2 separate regions of the Macaca mulatta genome follow, and region 1 is linked to region 2. The links are chromatin contacts, called in public Hi-C maps. All regions are on one chromosome and are shown on one strand. Each heading gives the region's core, a stretch centred on a gene start, on an enhancer-like site or on the middle of the called end of the contact. The rest is flanking DNA. Distances are from core to core; before and after follow the strand shown.

Region 1 (3,961 bases), core at 1,093-3,592, 1.4 Mb before region 2:
ATCTCTTATGGTTAAAAATAATCATTAGAGTTAATAATTACTGAGCCCTTACTATGTATCTGGCACTATTTGAAGCATCTTCCATTTATTAAGTTTCTTTGTTCCTTTATAACAGTTCTATAAGTTATTATTCTATTATTATTCTTATTTAATAGATGAAGATATGGAGCCACTAAGCGTTAACCTGCCCATGGTGGTAACAAAACTGCCAAGTGGCAGGGAGAGAATTCTAACCCAGGCAATCTACCTCCAGGGCCTGCACTGTTATCACATCAAAAGTCCTCAGGTAAAGTGTGTTTTCCCTAATGAATATATACATTTTACAAGAAAAAGACTGCCTCATTTATCTCTGTTGTCCCAGTGCCTAGCACATGGAATAAGCTTAGTAAGTACTTATTGAACTGGTTTGACTCACTTAACAAATATTTACTTTAGATTTTACAAATAAGCTATTCAAGTGTTTAAATGCAAATTTATTCTAAAATGGAGACGGAGGATTTATGTTTACCTTTACATAATATACAAAAATACAAAGTTACAAAGTGTTAAAGACATTTTTCACCAAATCTCATTAAACTAATTCATTGTAATTGTGGACCTGACTACACATAAACTTGTAATTAAGTATTTTGAAACATACCTTGTTTCTGGGTTGTACCTTGCGGAAAAGCAAATATAGTAAATAGAAGTTGCCAACACTGAAGAGAAGATTAACAAATCTGAGCATCCCAATGGAGCAGACAACATGTTCGGACCATCCAAAGATCCAAATGGCAGGTTTGACCACTCCAACTGACACCAGGTACAAGCCAGGTAATGTAGTAATCATGGGATCCCACTTTAAAATGAAAGGAAATGAAGTAAAAGCAAGAGGTAATATGAACAAGACAGACACAAACATGTCAAGCCCACGTCTCATCTCTAGCAACAATCAGAAATTTTGAGAAGTTATTCTGACAAGATTAAGTAAGTCCTTGGCAAAACAGGATTCGTTTTTCTTATATTTTGCCCCCGGACCAGCTTAGTGATTGTTCAGATAGCAGCAACCAACAGAAAACAACAACTTAAAATCTATTTCTATTTTCCAAGAAATGTTCTTTAAAAAGTCTTTATTTTGGTAAATAAGCTGCAAATGCTCCAGTTTTTAAAAGCATGGAAACACTGGTTGGGACTCTAAGTTTAGGAAAACATTTGGTCCACAGGCTCCATGATGACAGCTAACATAAACGGAGACAGAAATTGTGCCAAACCCTCTGTATTAACGTTACAATATGCCTTATAGTAAAGATTACTGTCATTTTGCAGATAGGTAACCTGAATTTCTGAAACTCAGAACATCTCCAAGATCACAAAAGTAGTAAATCACAGCACCATGATTTAAGATCAGATCTTTCTCTGAAACAGACTTTATATTTCTAGCCAGTACCCTATATTGTGTCACCAGAAAAGCAGGCGATGTTTATTTTGATATTTATATGTACATACTTGCACAGTCAAATATATATTCAAAAATGATGTGACTGGACTGGTTGCCAGTTTATCCAGTTAACAGATAGTTCACTAAAAATACTCAGGGAAGGAATTTCTGATTATAAATGGTCACTTTTTGGTAGCTGAAGATCCCTCCAGTCCATACTATCCCACCCCTAAAATGCATAGTGAGGTGCTTGACAGGTGAGCTAAAGGTAAGTTTTCTGGTATTTCCAAGGAGCACCGCAATACCTTTACTCCCGAGACAAGGAAAGACAAAGTGGGATAGACATCGTCAGCTGCCAACAGGAGCGCTCAGTTCCCCATTAAGTATTCTCCCAGATCATTCCTTCCTGGGAGACAGATCTACTGTTTATTCATTCATTTAATAAATATTTCACAGATCTCAGAGACAGGAACAAAATTCTATACCCAGTTTCTTTCATGTTCTGGGGCTAGTGGGGTGGAACGGGACGAGTTAAGTCTAAGGATGGGAGAAGGAACTGGGGACGCTGGGACCTCTCAGGCCTCTCCTGGGGTGGGGACAGGTTGGAGACCCCACCTGGGAAAGGGAGAAATGGCCCTCACAGTAGCGTTGCGCCTGAGGCAGGTGGAAGATCTCATCCATGTAGGGCTCTCGCAGCGCCCGGCTGAAGGCGGAGAAGAGGAGGCAAGACACTAAAAAGGTACAGCTCAAGGCAGCCGAGAAATAGTAACCCTCTAGCTGCGCCATTCCCGCTCCCACAGCCGCTGCCGAAGAACCCACTCCTGGAAACTTCTGAGCCCGGAAACCCGAGCTGGAAACTTGGGCTCGAAATGGGCGCGCTAGACGTGACTAGCCAGACGGGGCCACATACCGGAAGGCAAAGGATGCTGGGAAAGCGCGGATCCGGAAAGATCGGGTCGCTGTTTCCCGGAGTGACGGGTTTAGGTAACGGACCGGATGATTACCCTGTCAATCACATTGCCCGGGCGCACAGAGTGTTAAAACTTCCGGAAAGGGCGGGTCTCGGAATTTGCCTAAGCGGGGGGTGCGTGACTTGCTGCTTTGGAAAAAAAAAAAAAAAAAAAAAAAAGCCGATTCTCAGCTTGGATCTTTTTTCCTGCTCATTTCCATCACTTACCAGAAGGTGGCGACGTTTCCCCACGTCTCCAATTCCAAGCCCTAAAATTTACACATTTTTCCCCCGTTACTTCTGTTCTTTTTATTAAACCCTCAATTCCACGACTTTTCATTCCATCAACTTTGGAGTGTAGGAAGGGGGCGTTGGTTGTGATAGCAAAGACTGAGACTTTCAGATGAAAACTTGAAGAACCAGAGACCCGTCAATGCCGAATGAACTTAAGTGAGAGGAGTGTTTGTTCGTTTGTTTGTTTAGGTTAAAAGAGAACTCTTTCAAAATGTGGATGCCCTCACAGGATTTAGTTAAACTGACATTCCTAAGGCACTCTCATAGCCATATCTCAGTACCCTGTGGGATTTGGGAAAAAAAAAAAAAAAAAAAATATATATATATATATATATATATATATATATATTTAGAATTTGGGATGTTTTAGAATTCTCTGTGCCTGTAATATCTGTAAGGCAGTGTTCTGTTTTTCCTACTAAATCATAAGCGTGAACATCTTAGTGGGATTATATATCCTTTACGTTTGTAGTCCCCCAATGGCTTTCACACAGTAGGCACTTCAATTTGTGGACTTTTATAGGCTATATAGACATCATCAAATTCCTGTATTCTGGGATTAAGTGTTGGGAACAGGAGATGAGGTAAATAATTTGAAGAATGCCAAAGTTAAATTATGTGTTGTAATTTTGTCTTGAGCATGGTTGGCCATGTTTTGCAGAAAAACTGTCTCTCAGGTAACCTCAGTCACGTTGCCTTTGGCAGGAATATATCAGAATTGAGTCAGGATTTAAGGTTGCTAACCTCAGAGTTCTCAATTGAGCTCTTTTTCTGGGTCAAAACTAATTCAGTCTTTCTGAACTTAAGAAAGTTTCTTAAATTAAGCTGACTGCCTTTCCATTCTGTCTCTGCCTGTTTCCTCAATGATAAGAGGAGGTAGTGGTGAATGAGGGCTAGGATGGGAACATTTACATTACTGGAATAAAATCATGTCAGGATCCTACTCTGATGTGATGCTTAGCTTTGTTTTAACCATTATCTCCCATTTTATTATTGAGTCCATGCTGTACTTACTGTTGAAGTCACTTGTAACACATCTCCAGATGATTCGGTCTTCAAGAGGTTGATGTGATCTACAAGTAATTAGCCCCTGACCTGTTGACCTGCTAAATCGTGTTATATATATACTCTGCAGCTTACTGACCCACCCTAGAAAAGTGGGTAGTTTTTAAAGGGAGTATAACAAGACTAGACATTTATGCTATCCATTTTTCTTCATAACAATTGCCACCAATAGTTTATGTTAAACATTTGACTCCTATACATGCTGCACACATCCCTTTATATAAAACGGAAAGTTT
Region 2 (3,507 bases), core at 831-3,330:
TTTAAAATTAACTTGTTTTCCAGAGTAGAAATGTTAGATGGAATGTCTGTATAATTTATTCCCAAAACAGGACATTTTTGAGAATAAAAGGGGTCATATAAATAATTAGGCTGGGACAAGAGGCATATAAACCAGGGCTACATTCACCTACTTACTGGAAGCTTTCTCAAATATATAGTGTGACATAATGTTACAAGTCTATTGGAAAGGTGTCTCAATTGGTGCTATATGCTAGATATTTGGTCACCATCTGACACCATCGTGTCCCTGATTGCCACTCCCCTAAACCTCCTTAAACTGTGCTTGGAGAAGAGTTACGTGAGGCATATAATGGGAAGAGAGGCATGGGTATCTAAGATTTCCTTTGGTTTTAGAAAAAAATAGCTATGAGAATACAGAGGAGTTGTTTTCACTTGCTACCTCTGTTAGTGACACCCTTCCAGGTTGGTCTCCCACCCATGGGCAGCTTTGAATGAGGTCAATGGTGATCAAAACTCTTTGGATCTGAGCAAAGCTGCTTGGATTTTCATTGGATCTTTCTGCAAACATGATATGTTTCATTGGTTAACTATCACTTTCTAAATCTTCAATCTTAATTTTTCAAAACTTGTCATAATACAGTTTCCCTCTAATAACAGCCATGTAAGCATGGACTTAAACTGACTTCTACTGCTTAAGCAAACCTCAGTAGAGGAGAAAATAGATGAATTTATTTATTGAATGATTTTTTTTTTTTTTTTTTTTTTGAGACACAGTCTTGTTCGGTCACAAGGCTGGAGTGCAGTGGCGCGATGTCGGCTCACTGCAACCTCCACCTCCTGGGTTCAAGCAATTCTCTTGCCTTGGCCTTCCAAGTAGCTGGGACTACAGGCATGTGCCACCATGCCCAGCTAAGTTTCTGTATTTTTTAGTAGAGACAGGGTTTCACCATGTCGGTCAGGCTGGTCTCGAACTCCCAACCTCGAGTGATCTGCCTGCCTCGGCCTCCCAAAGTCCTGGGATTACAGGCGTGAGCCACAGCACCCAGCTTCTTTGTTTTTTTTTTTTCTTTGAGAGGGAGTCTCACTTTGTCACCCAGGCTGGAGTGCAGAGGCATGATCTCTGCTCACTGCAACCTCTACCTCCCAGGTTCAAGCGATTCTCCTGCCTCAGCCTCTCAAGTAGCTGATATTACAGGTGCCCACCACCATGCCCGACTAATTTTTTTTGTATTTTGTAGAGATGGGGTTTCACCATGTTGGCCAGGCTGGTCTCAAACTCCTGACCTCAAGTGATCTGCCAATCTTGGCCTCCCAAAATGCTGGGATTACAGGTGTGAGCCACTACGTCCAGCCCAGCCCATTTACTTCTAAAATGAGGACACCAAGGCTAATGTGTTAAATGACTTAGCTAAGGAGGAACAGATATTCAAGGTCAAGCTGAGACAGCTACTCATGTCTGTGACTCCTAGTCCAATGGTCTTTGGACCACCACTCAGAAGCACATTTTGTTATGGTTGTGAGAATGAAGGAAGTAATATTTGACTTTTCTGCAAACATTATGTAAATTCAAGGTATTTGTTCCCCTTATGATGTTACAGAACATTAATGAGTGAGATGTTTCCAGACTTGTTTCTCATTTTGATAGCTAACCAGTCAGTGCTTATGACAGAAACACATGAAGTCCATATTGAAGACACTGAAAAAAAAAAACACAAAAATAGTTTTAATCAAAATGGAATTGCTCTACAAAACACAGACTGATTGCTTATTGTTTTGTTTCTTCTCCAATGGAGATATAAATCCACTTGGCCTTGACAGAGGGCCAATGATGAGTTGATTGATTCACTTGTACTCTCTGTCAGAGGGACCAGAAAATTACTATGGTAACTTGATAAATAGGAAAATTCCAAAATTATCTTCACTGAAGACATTATCCGTTTGATCTAAGCTTTTCAGATGCAATCACAATAGTGTCTCCAAGATCCTGTTTCTAAGAGGGAAGCCTGCTTTTCTCATCACATCAGCAAACAGCCGGGCAGACTGCGTTGCTTGCCAATCATGGCTGAATTACAGTCCTGACAACATGGCCTGGGAAAGAACATGCTGGTGGGGGACTGCGGCAGCTGTCACCAAGCTCAGAGCAGAAGGGGTGGATGTTCGGGAAAGGGTTCTGCGAGGAGAAAAATTCACTGCAGCAGGAGCGAAGGGAGACACAATTGCACATTGAAAGGGGAAAAACTGAATTCTACTCTACACCCCAATCACCACCCTCCTACAAGGGATGTCTTTCCCTTGGTCATATTCTCAACAAATGTTTTTCTCCCACAGTCCCCTCCTAATCTGAATGTTCTTCAACAACTATCTAGGAGTCACTCTTTCTCTGCTCCAAAAATTGGGGGTGGAAAAGGAGCCCAATCAGAAAGAGGAAATGAAGAAAGAGGAAGTGAAGAATAAAACTACTCAGAGAAAAATAACTTCAGAGAATAATGTTATCTCCATGAGGACAGGAATCTTTCTTTCCACGAATGTGTCCTAAGCCCTTAGAACAGTGCCTGACTGATCAAATAATTCTAATAAATATCTGTTAAATGAATAAGCAAACATCTATGTCCTTAACCCACTAGAATGGTAGGAAATTGTTTCTCCATCATTATTAGCCTCCTTCCCCCTTCTAGGGTTTTACCAAAATTTGATCAACGTGCCCCAGGAAATAATATCTCTAATTTCCAATTGGTTCTGGTCATTCTAGCCATCCTTGTTGGCCAAGCCTTCAGCAGTTCTCTGAGACCTCCAGCTGGCACTCAGGGGCTCTCCTGCCTCAAATGAAGCAGAGGAACCTTAGGCGAAGCCAGGAGCCCCAGGTCTGAAGTGTAGCAGGAGGTCGTCCCTTTGAGGACAGAGAGCAACGCACAGCTCCTCTGGCAAACCAGGGCCATAGCCAGGGCTCCCTTGCCCAGGTTTGGGGCAGGGGCATTCTCTTTAAGCTGGAGAATCCTACCTCCTTCTCTTCGATAAGCTTATTTCCTTAAACTTCATCCTATCTTAGGCTTCTGACTTTGGGAAACAGAAAATACAAAGAGTTCCAGATGACTCTGTATTCCTCCCTGCCTTGCACCTTCCCCAAGGCACTGACACACACAACTTGCTACAAATGCATAGTTAAAATGAAAAGTGGAAAATGAAAGGTTTTTTGTTTGTTTGTTTGAGACGGAGTCTCACTCTTACCCAGGCTGGAGTGCAACGGCGTGGTCTCAGCTCACTGCAACCTCCGCCTCCCAGGCTCAAGCAATTCTCCCACCTCAGCCTCCCAAGTAGCTGGGACTACAGGCATGTGCCACCACACCCGGCTAATTTTTGTATTTTCAGTAGAGTCGGGTTTTCACTATGTTGGCCAGGCTGATCTTGAACTCCTGACCTCGTGATCCGCCCACCTCAGCCTCCCGAAGTGCTGGGAGTACAGGCATCAGCCACCACACCCGGCCTGGAAGATGAAAGATTTTTTAAACCCATAAATATCTCAAAATAT

What was found. A called contact is a pair of places that touch in the nucleus more often than the background predicts.
Region 1: a Hi-C map of fetal cortex germinal zone shows a contact between it and region 2, with 8 times the contacts expected there. The contact joins the promoter of ALG10 here to the enhancer-like site in region 2. A contact is called at or near these places in 8 of 14 Hi-C or Micro-C datasets (CD4 T cells, blood, cortical neurons and 5 more).

Annotation. Positions count from the first base shown.
Region 1 is chr11:36,318,421-36,322,381 of T2T-MMU8v2.0, reverse strand. It overlaps ALG10 (dol-P-Glc:Glc(2)Man(9)GlcNAc(2)-PP-Dol alpha-1,2-glucosyltransferase), which reads right to left and starts at 2,342. Exons shown (of 3, transcript XM_001086837.5): 1 at 2,033-2,342; 2 at 641-838. The coding sequence starts at 2,203.
Region 2 is chr11:34,962,239-34,965,745 of T2T-MMU8v2.0, reverse strand. No RefSeq gene overlaps it. Among named protein-coding and RNA genes, the nearest start is that of YARS2, 7.2 kb to the right of the region's middle. Within about 2 kb of position 2,080, at least 9 of the 40 cell types and tissues checked have an H3K27ac peak or open chromatin away from gene starts, as enhancers often do. A contact at or near this core is called in fetal cortex germinal zone and fetal cortical plate, where this site is marked.